Regions from separate parts of the Mus musculus genome. Here region 1 is linked to region 2. A link is a contact called in public HiChIP or PLAC-seq data. All regions are on one chromosome and are shown on one strand. The core of a region is the stretch at or near the end of the contact, and the rest is flanking DNA. Distances in the headings are between cores, read along the strand shown. Region 1 has its middle 7.5 kb from the start of Gm38557. Region 2 has its middle 120 kb from the start of Gm31715.

Region 1 (3,203 bases), core at 421-2,920, 630 kb after region 2:
TATATTGATTCACTTACCTAAAAGCAATGGGAATAAGCAGACAGTCACTTGCAGCTTGTAGCTTTATGGTTCTGGGGAGGAGAGAGGCTCCTGAAGTGGAAGCAGAGGGTCAGCTAGAGACCTGCATAAGCATCATTAAGCTCTAGGCTTGACCTTGCAAAGCTGGAAATACCTGTTCCAGCACTATCAGGCTGAAGCGGCAGCCTGGCATCCAGTGTGTAATTTACGTTGAACACACACTGCTTTATCAGAGCTTGGCAATTAGTCACATGCCCAGAACAAGGACATTGCATGAGAAATGTAGCCTCGGGGACAGTGGCTGATTATTTCCCGGGTGCTTATTAGCAAGGCTGATGCTAATTCCAATCCACATTTGCCTGTTAGGACACAGGAGTAACTTTCAGTGATTTGGTCAGTTCCTCTGCCCATGTCTGCCACGGAGCAGCTCTGCTTGGGACCATGGGCTCCCTAGGTCTAAGACCTGGACTAAGAGAGGTATTCAGATAACTCAAATGATGGCATTGCAGGTTGATTTACTAGATGAAATTATGGGGCTGGATCATATTTGACCTGAAACAATAGCTATTCCCCCTCCATACACACAACCAATTTATAGAAATGCTATTACTCTCCAGCCATTGTGCTAACCCAGCAGCGAACGTAAATACGATCAAAGCATATTAACAGCGTTTAAAAGGATGGGTTTGGTTGTGCCCACGCTGCTTTGTTTACTGAGATGGTCACCGGGGATTTCTTTTTCTTCCAAAACTTACAGGACACATCTTAAAATGTAGGTGCTGTGTGGAAGAGTGTACTGAAAGGTAGCATGCCATCCCAGATGAACAAGCCTCTCCCTGGCACTGAGTTTTTAACAGAACAGCTTCAGCTAACAGCCAGTTTTGGCAGCTGGAGCTCTGTCCCAGCCCCCCTGCTCCCCTGACCTAGCATATACCTTCCCATTCCCCTCCCCCTTCCCTCTTCCACTTCTTGAGACTGTTCTCAAACTCCCTATGAAGCAGAGGGTGACCTTGAACTTCCCATCCCCTGCCTTCTTTGCTAGGATTGTATGGGTGCCCGCCATGCTCAGTTCTTATCTTCATTTTGCGACTGACTCCCTCTGCACCACGGCCTGATGTTTCACCACACCGGGGTGTGTGTGTATGTGTGTGTTTGTGTGTGTGAAAATGTCTCTGAGTTTGGACTGACCTCCCTGGTGTCAGACGTGTTGCCCGGAGCCTGGAAGAGTCCCCTGTGATCATCACTGCCTTCCCTTTGCCACACCTCTGCCTCAGGCTGGTGCCTCCAGCAGCTGAGGGAATTCTGCATGCTGATTTAGTGCCAATTAGACTGTGTTGTTTGGGTCCTCACATTGTCCCTTCAGCCTGTGAGGACCGGGAACAAAATATACTCTGCCATTGTATGCCACTGTATCTGAAGCGAGGTATTTCACAGCTATGAGCCTCAGTTTTCTATAAAACGAGCACAGTTATATATTACTCAGTGTCCTTATAGTGAATATCTCCTGTTGTTAACAATCAGGAACAAGTGGTGTTTGTCCCCAGCATTCGACTACAACCGGCCTTCGTCTCCTGAACTCCAGTCATTTCCTTTAAAGGACCTTTTCAACCCTGGCAAAACAGTTAAAGTAGCTACGGCTCGAGTCATAGGGTACACAGGACGACTCAGTGCCTCTTCTAGATGGACAGAGGCCAGACCACATGCCTGCAGGGACACGGGGAAGGTTGGCGAGATAACATCTACATGGAAGGTGCAGAGGTGTGCTCTCCTTTGCCAAGTTGCAATCACCCTGGTCCTGGGGCAAGGGCTCCTTTGTCCGGCTTTGAAAGAGAAGGCACAGCAGGTACTCCAGGGCTCTCAGCAACCCCACACCTCCTCCTCTACCCCCGTACCGCACCATGCCCTAGCAGGGCCAGGGAAAGAACAGCAGCATGTGGACTGTTGAAGTTCTGATTAAGTTTCTGAGTTCAGAATGAAATCCTGGTACTGCAGAGTCTCCTGGAGGCCAATAGCTACAGAGGCCTGGGGGATCCAACAGTAGCCCAGTGGCCACCTCTCTGAACTTCCATTTCCTTTCCGGAAGACAGGATAGCACTACCTACTTCATTCAGATCGGAGGCTACAAAGCCAGCCTGTCTTGAAAACTGAAGAGTAGTGCATGTTAATTGGATGATATTTGATACTTGTCCCTCACTCCTTATCTGAAAGCAACCATGGTCAAGAAAGAAACGCCTGACTCTATTTGCCTGCCCCAGGGCAGTCCTTGTTGCCTCTCTACAAGGCTGAGTTACGGATTAGGAACCCTGAGAAAAGATGGTAGGATCGATTCTATTTTTAAGGAACAGCTCAATGCTTGCAGTGAGTGGGGCCACGAAGCCATGTTATTATATAGAAGTAGTATTAACTTTAATTTATGTCACTGTTCTAACTCATATTCCCTCCTGGTGCCATATAGTGTCTGTCTCAACCCCCGCTTCTCCCACACCTTTTAGAACAGCTGCCCTTTCTCTGCTGGACTTTAGCACTCTGGCCCTGAAGGCGGCCCCCGGGTTTCAGGATCCGGGGTCTGTGACATTAGATGTGCTGATTGTAGCTTTGGTGGCAGCCATCATCAAACAGGCAAGCAGGACAGCTTGAGCTGTTCAGACAGTGGGACAGAAAAGGCACAGATGCCCTGTTACAGGGAGTCAAGCGTCTCCCCATGACCCTGGCCACCACAAGGTTTAGGAAAGACTCCCATTTTCCCAGAGCTTCGGCTGTGGCTCGCTGACAAACGGGCCCCTCAATAATCTGATTGTATGCTTTCAAAATAATTCTCAGTAATGCTCCAAGAATGTCTGAACTGCTGTGTGAACTCACTGCTTTGCATATTTTTCCACTTATTATCGAGAACTTGGGTGGACCCTGCCCATGACCTTGCTTTTCTGAGGGCCTCCAGGCGAGGCTCAAGGCAGTCTCTCAGGCTGGTGAACTTGCGGTGGCCTCCTGTCTTATTCCCACTCTTAAGCTGAGCCCATACTGTCTCTTCCTGCTCCCTCTTCAGAGACAAGGTTGAAAAGAAGGATAGCTTTGAGTATAGATCACGCAGCAGAGAATGACATGAGACTGTACTGTAGCTCTGAATTTTCATGAAGTGAGGTTCTGGGAAGAGAAGGTGAGGGCAGAGGAGGTGCTGCCTCCCGTGT
Region 2 (3,279 bases), core at 108-2,607:
TCAACTCTTGGTCTTCACATGGATGCTATTCTCACATGTGTGACATACCCCCCACACACACACACACACAGAGAGAGAGAGAGAGAGAGAGAGAGAGAGAGAGAGAGAGAGAGATGAGGAAATGGTAGCAGCATGCAGATGTGGGCCTCAGTATTTACAGGTTTTGTACCTGCGTAGTCCATTAAGCACAGACTAAAGATATTGAGAGAAAAAGGTCTAGATGAACCGTGTCCAAGCCCTTTTCATCATTGTCATTATTTCCTAAAGAAAATCATATGCCAACTATCTATATTAGCAGCAATCTAGAGATAGTTTTAAGAACATAGGATGATGTTTGTAGATTATATGCAGATATGTCTTAAGGGACATGTGCATCCATGAGTTTTGGTATTCATGAGCTTCCTGGAACCCATGCCTCAAGATTATTGAGGGAAAAGAGTATTTACATCTCTTATGAGAATTATTGTTTTAAGAAAAGGCAAAAAGCCCCCGCCACAGAACCAAAAACAAAAATAGGAAAAGAAAAAAGAGGTAGTTGCTGGTACGTGAACTCTAGAGAGAGACTCTTTTCTAAGAAGGTAGACATTCTAAGACTCACTGTATCTGAAGAAAAATATAGATATAGGTTACCATATATTCAGAGTTTTCGCCAAAAGGCTGAGGCCAGCTTATAGATCTCGGGCTCATTTTATCAAGAGCAAAACTACCTTACATGCCCTGTGTCTTTAAGCAGAGCTGCCAGGGTGGAGGAGGCCCAGGAACACTCCTTTTTTTTTTCTGCCAAGTTAGCAAGCTTTGATTCAAGAGACCATACCATCCCAGAACTGGCCAGTCATAGCATCCTAACCTCTCATTAAACCAACTGTGGAGTCTGAGGCTTAGCAGAGTTAGACTTGAAACTTTGCTCTCAGAATTCTACTGGGTAAGGATTTAGAACGTGGCTTTGGGACCTAAAAATACCTCTGAGTGGAATTATGCCATAGTTTATTAGTTGCATAACCCCCAAGGCAAGTTATCCTTGGTTTTCACATCAGCTGAATGACAGAACTCTACACTATTTCAACAAATAAGCATTGGAATGAGGCATTTTCTTCTACAATTGTAAAATTAAACCAAGAGAAGACAAGTGCTTCGTCCAGTGATGGGTATTAGGGTAAGCACTGATTCACGTTGGCCATTTGCATGCATAGAAATGAAATGTTATAAACTTGCATGTACAGAAAAATTCTAAAAATGTTATGGATACTTCTACAAATGGGATATAATAAACACCAGAGAAAGCACACAGGCCACAATGTTTAGTCTAAGTCTTGCTAAGCGTGTAACTAGCTGTAGTCACTGTGCTCATAGACTCTTACTCATGGTTGACTCAAGTCTAAGGCCTTTTTCCAAGGCCTGTTTGGCCTGCCCATGTGCAATGGTTATCTTCTCTATGAAAACTTCAGAGTCACCTCCCTCCCACATGGACGCAGGATACCCCTGTTCTCTCTTGCTCTTTGAAGCTAGCCAGGAGTTTAAATTTGCTGGTTGTGGCTACGGGTTGCCAGGAACAAAAACCAATCGTCTTTCAATGGCTTCAGAATTGCCTGACAGGAACAGAATGAGTGCAACAAAGCTGTGGACCCGGGCAGAAAGGCTGAGGGACAGGAAAGGAAAGCTATCTTTGCCAGCTCTTCCCAGAGCTATAAATGTACTCACTTTCAGCGGGCTGGCCAGACGCTGCCTCTGCTTCTTTGGGTAGGTGTCCTCCTTTCTTGTTGCCCCATATTCTGCTTCTTGACATTATCACAGATTCTGTTTGTAGTAGTCCAAGTAGCTTAGGATGTTTGTTCTCTCCCTTGGGAACCCAATTCCCCCCTTTGAAAAAAGAAATTTCCCAGTCACCACTTTGCTTAAACCATGTTTCCAATGTTAGTTTTCTTCTCGCTGGAGATGAGCAAGGCAGGGCAGAATTAAAACCCAAAGAACAGCATAAGTTAATTGGAGTCTGAAAAGATCAGGATACTCAAAGCTCAGCTTGATAAAACCCCATAGGGTTTGGAAATGAGTCTTATGGGATCCAAAAAATAAAATAAATAAAATTTAAAAACCTGTTTCCTATTGCCCCAGGGATCCACTTACCAACTTTCTATAGTAATCTTTGAACTTCTGAACTACAATCAAAGGCTTAGTTTAAATAAACAATATATTTATGCTTCTACTTTACATATACTGCTGAAAAAGTGGCTGAGATGCAAAATAAAAGTTTTATAATCTTCTTAGTTATATAAACTGTACTATAGTGGAAAATATTGTGCCAAGATGCCTGACTTTTTTTGGCTATAACTGACATATACATAATTTTATCTTTCTCAGTTAAACACACACACAAACACACACACACAGTGTAAGCTAATGTACCCTCTAAAGTGGAAACTTAAGGGTTCTTTGGAGAGTCAGTTGTGTTGGATGATGTTCTGCTAGGGCAAATGTGAAGGTGTGCTTTCCTGAAGCAGAAACAGGTGAAAGGATGTTCTTCTAAAGCAAGCACATGAAAAGACACATGATGAAGAATTCTTTGATAACAACAGGCATGTAGTGGTCCACCTTATATTGCATAGTTGAGCTCCATTTGTTGGGACTCCATAGAGAGAAACACACAAAAACAAAAACAAAACTGGTGGTATGCTTGCAGCATCTTGCTGCTTCCTTGGACTTGGGCCAAGTGGCAAAGTGATGTCAGCTGAGACAGACTCTCGTGGAGTTTTGCTAAGACAGACACACATGCTGAGGCAAGACATGTGATGAGGTAAGACCCATTAAGGACACATGGTGCTTGGAGGGATTATAAATAGGACTCAAGGGACTGTGAGAGAGGCTTATTGGTAGATCTTGCTGTACAATGCTTCTTGGTCTCTCGTCTTCACTGATCTTTACTTCGCTGAGAGAGGCATGGCAGTGAACTTCTAGTGTTCCTGCTGGTCCCAATGTCTCCTGCTGAGTCATGCAGATTCAGCTGAGGCCTGCCTGTTCCTCCTAGGTCATACTGCTATCCTAACACCACTGAACTGGACCGCTGGTCCAGGAAGTGTCTGCAAGTGGATCAAGCTGCCACTGCTGACCTGTGAACTGAACTGCTGATTTCCTGCCACCACAGATGGGATCTGCTCCAAAGAACTATTTCTAAACAGGTCCACTTCGCCCATATCCTAGTAACTTTCTTTTCCACTACCCATGGTGGGTGGTTGGCTAGAAAGGAGGTTAAAGCAATTAAGAACCATCATTAAAAGTAGGCTTTGA

The links. HiChIP or PLAC-seq counts read pairs in DNA pulled down with a chosen protein or histone mark.
Region 1: a contact with region 2 is called in a CTCF HiChIP or PLAC-seq map of the NIH/3T3 cell line, with 5 read pairs. The contact joins two enhancer-like sites. A contact is called at or near these places in 1 of 15 datasets of contacts at CTCF or cohesin (the NIH/3T3 cell line) and 1 of 9 other capture datasets (embryonic stem cells).

Annotation. Positions count from the first base shown.
Region 1 is chr13:107,961,946-107,965,148 of GRCm38.p6, forward strand. No RefSeq gene overlaps it. Among named protein-coding and RNA genes, the nearest start is that of Gm38557, 7.5 kb to the left of the region's middle. Within about 2 kb of position 1,671, at least 46 of the 459 cell types and tissues checked have an H3K27ac peak or open chromatin away from gene starts, as enhancers often do. A contact at or near this core is called in the NIH/3T3 cell line, where this site is marked.
Region 2 is chr13:107,327,859-107,331,137 of GRCm38.p6, forward strand. No RefSeq gene overlaps it. Among named protein-coding and RNA genes, the nearest start is that of Gm31715, 120 kb to the left of the region's middle. Within about 2 kb of position 1,358, at least 19 of the 459 cell types and tissues checked have an H3K27ac peak or open chromatin away from gene starts, as enhancers often do. A contact at or near this core is called in the NIH/3T3 cell line, where this site is marked.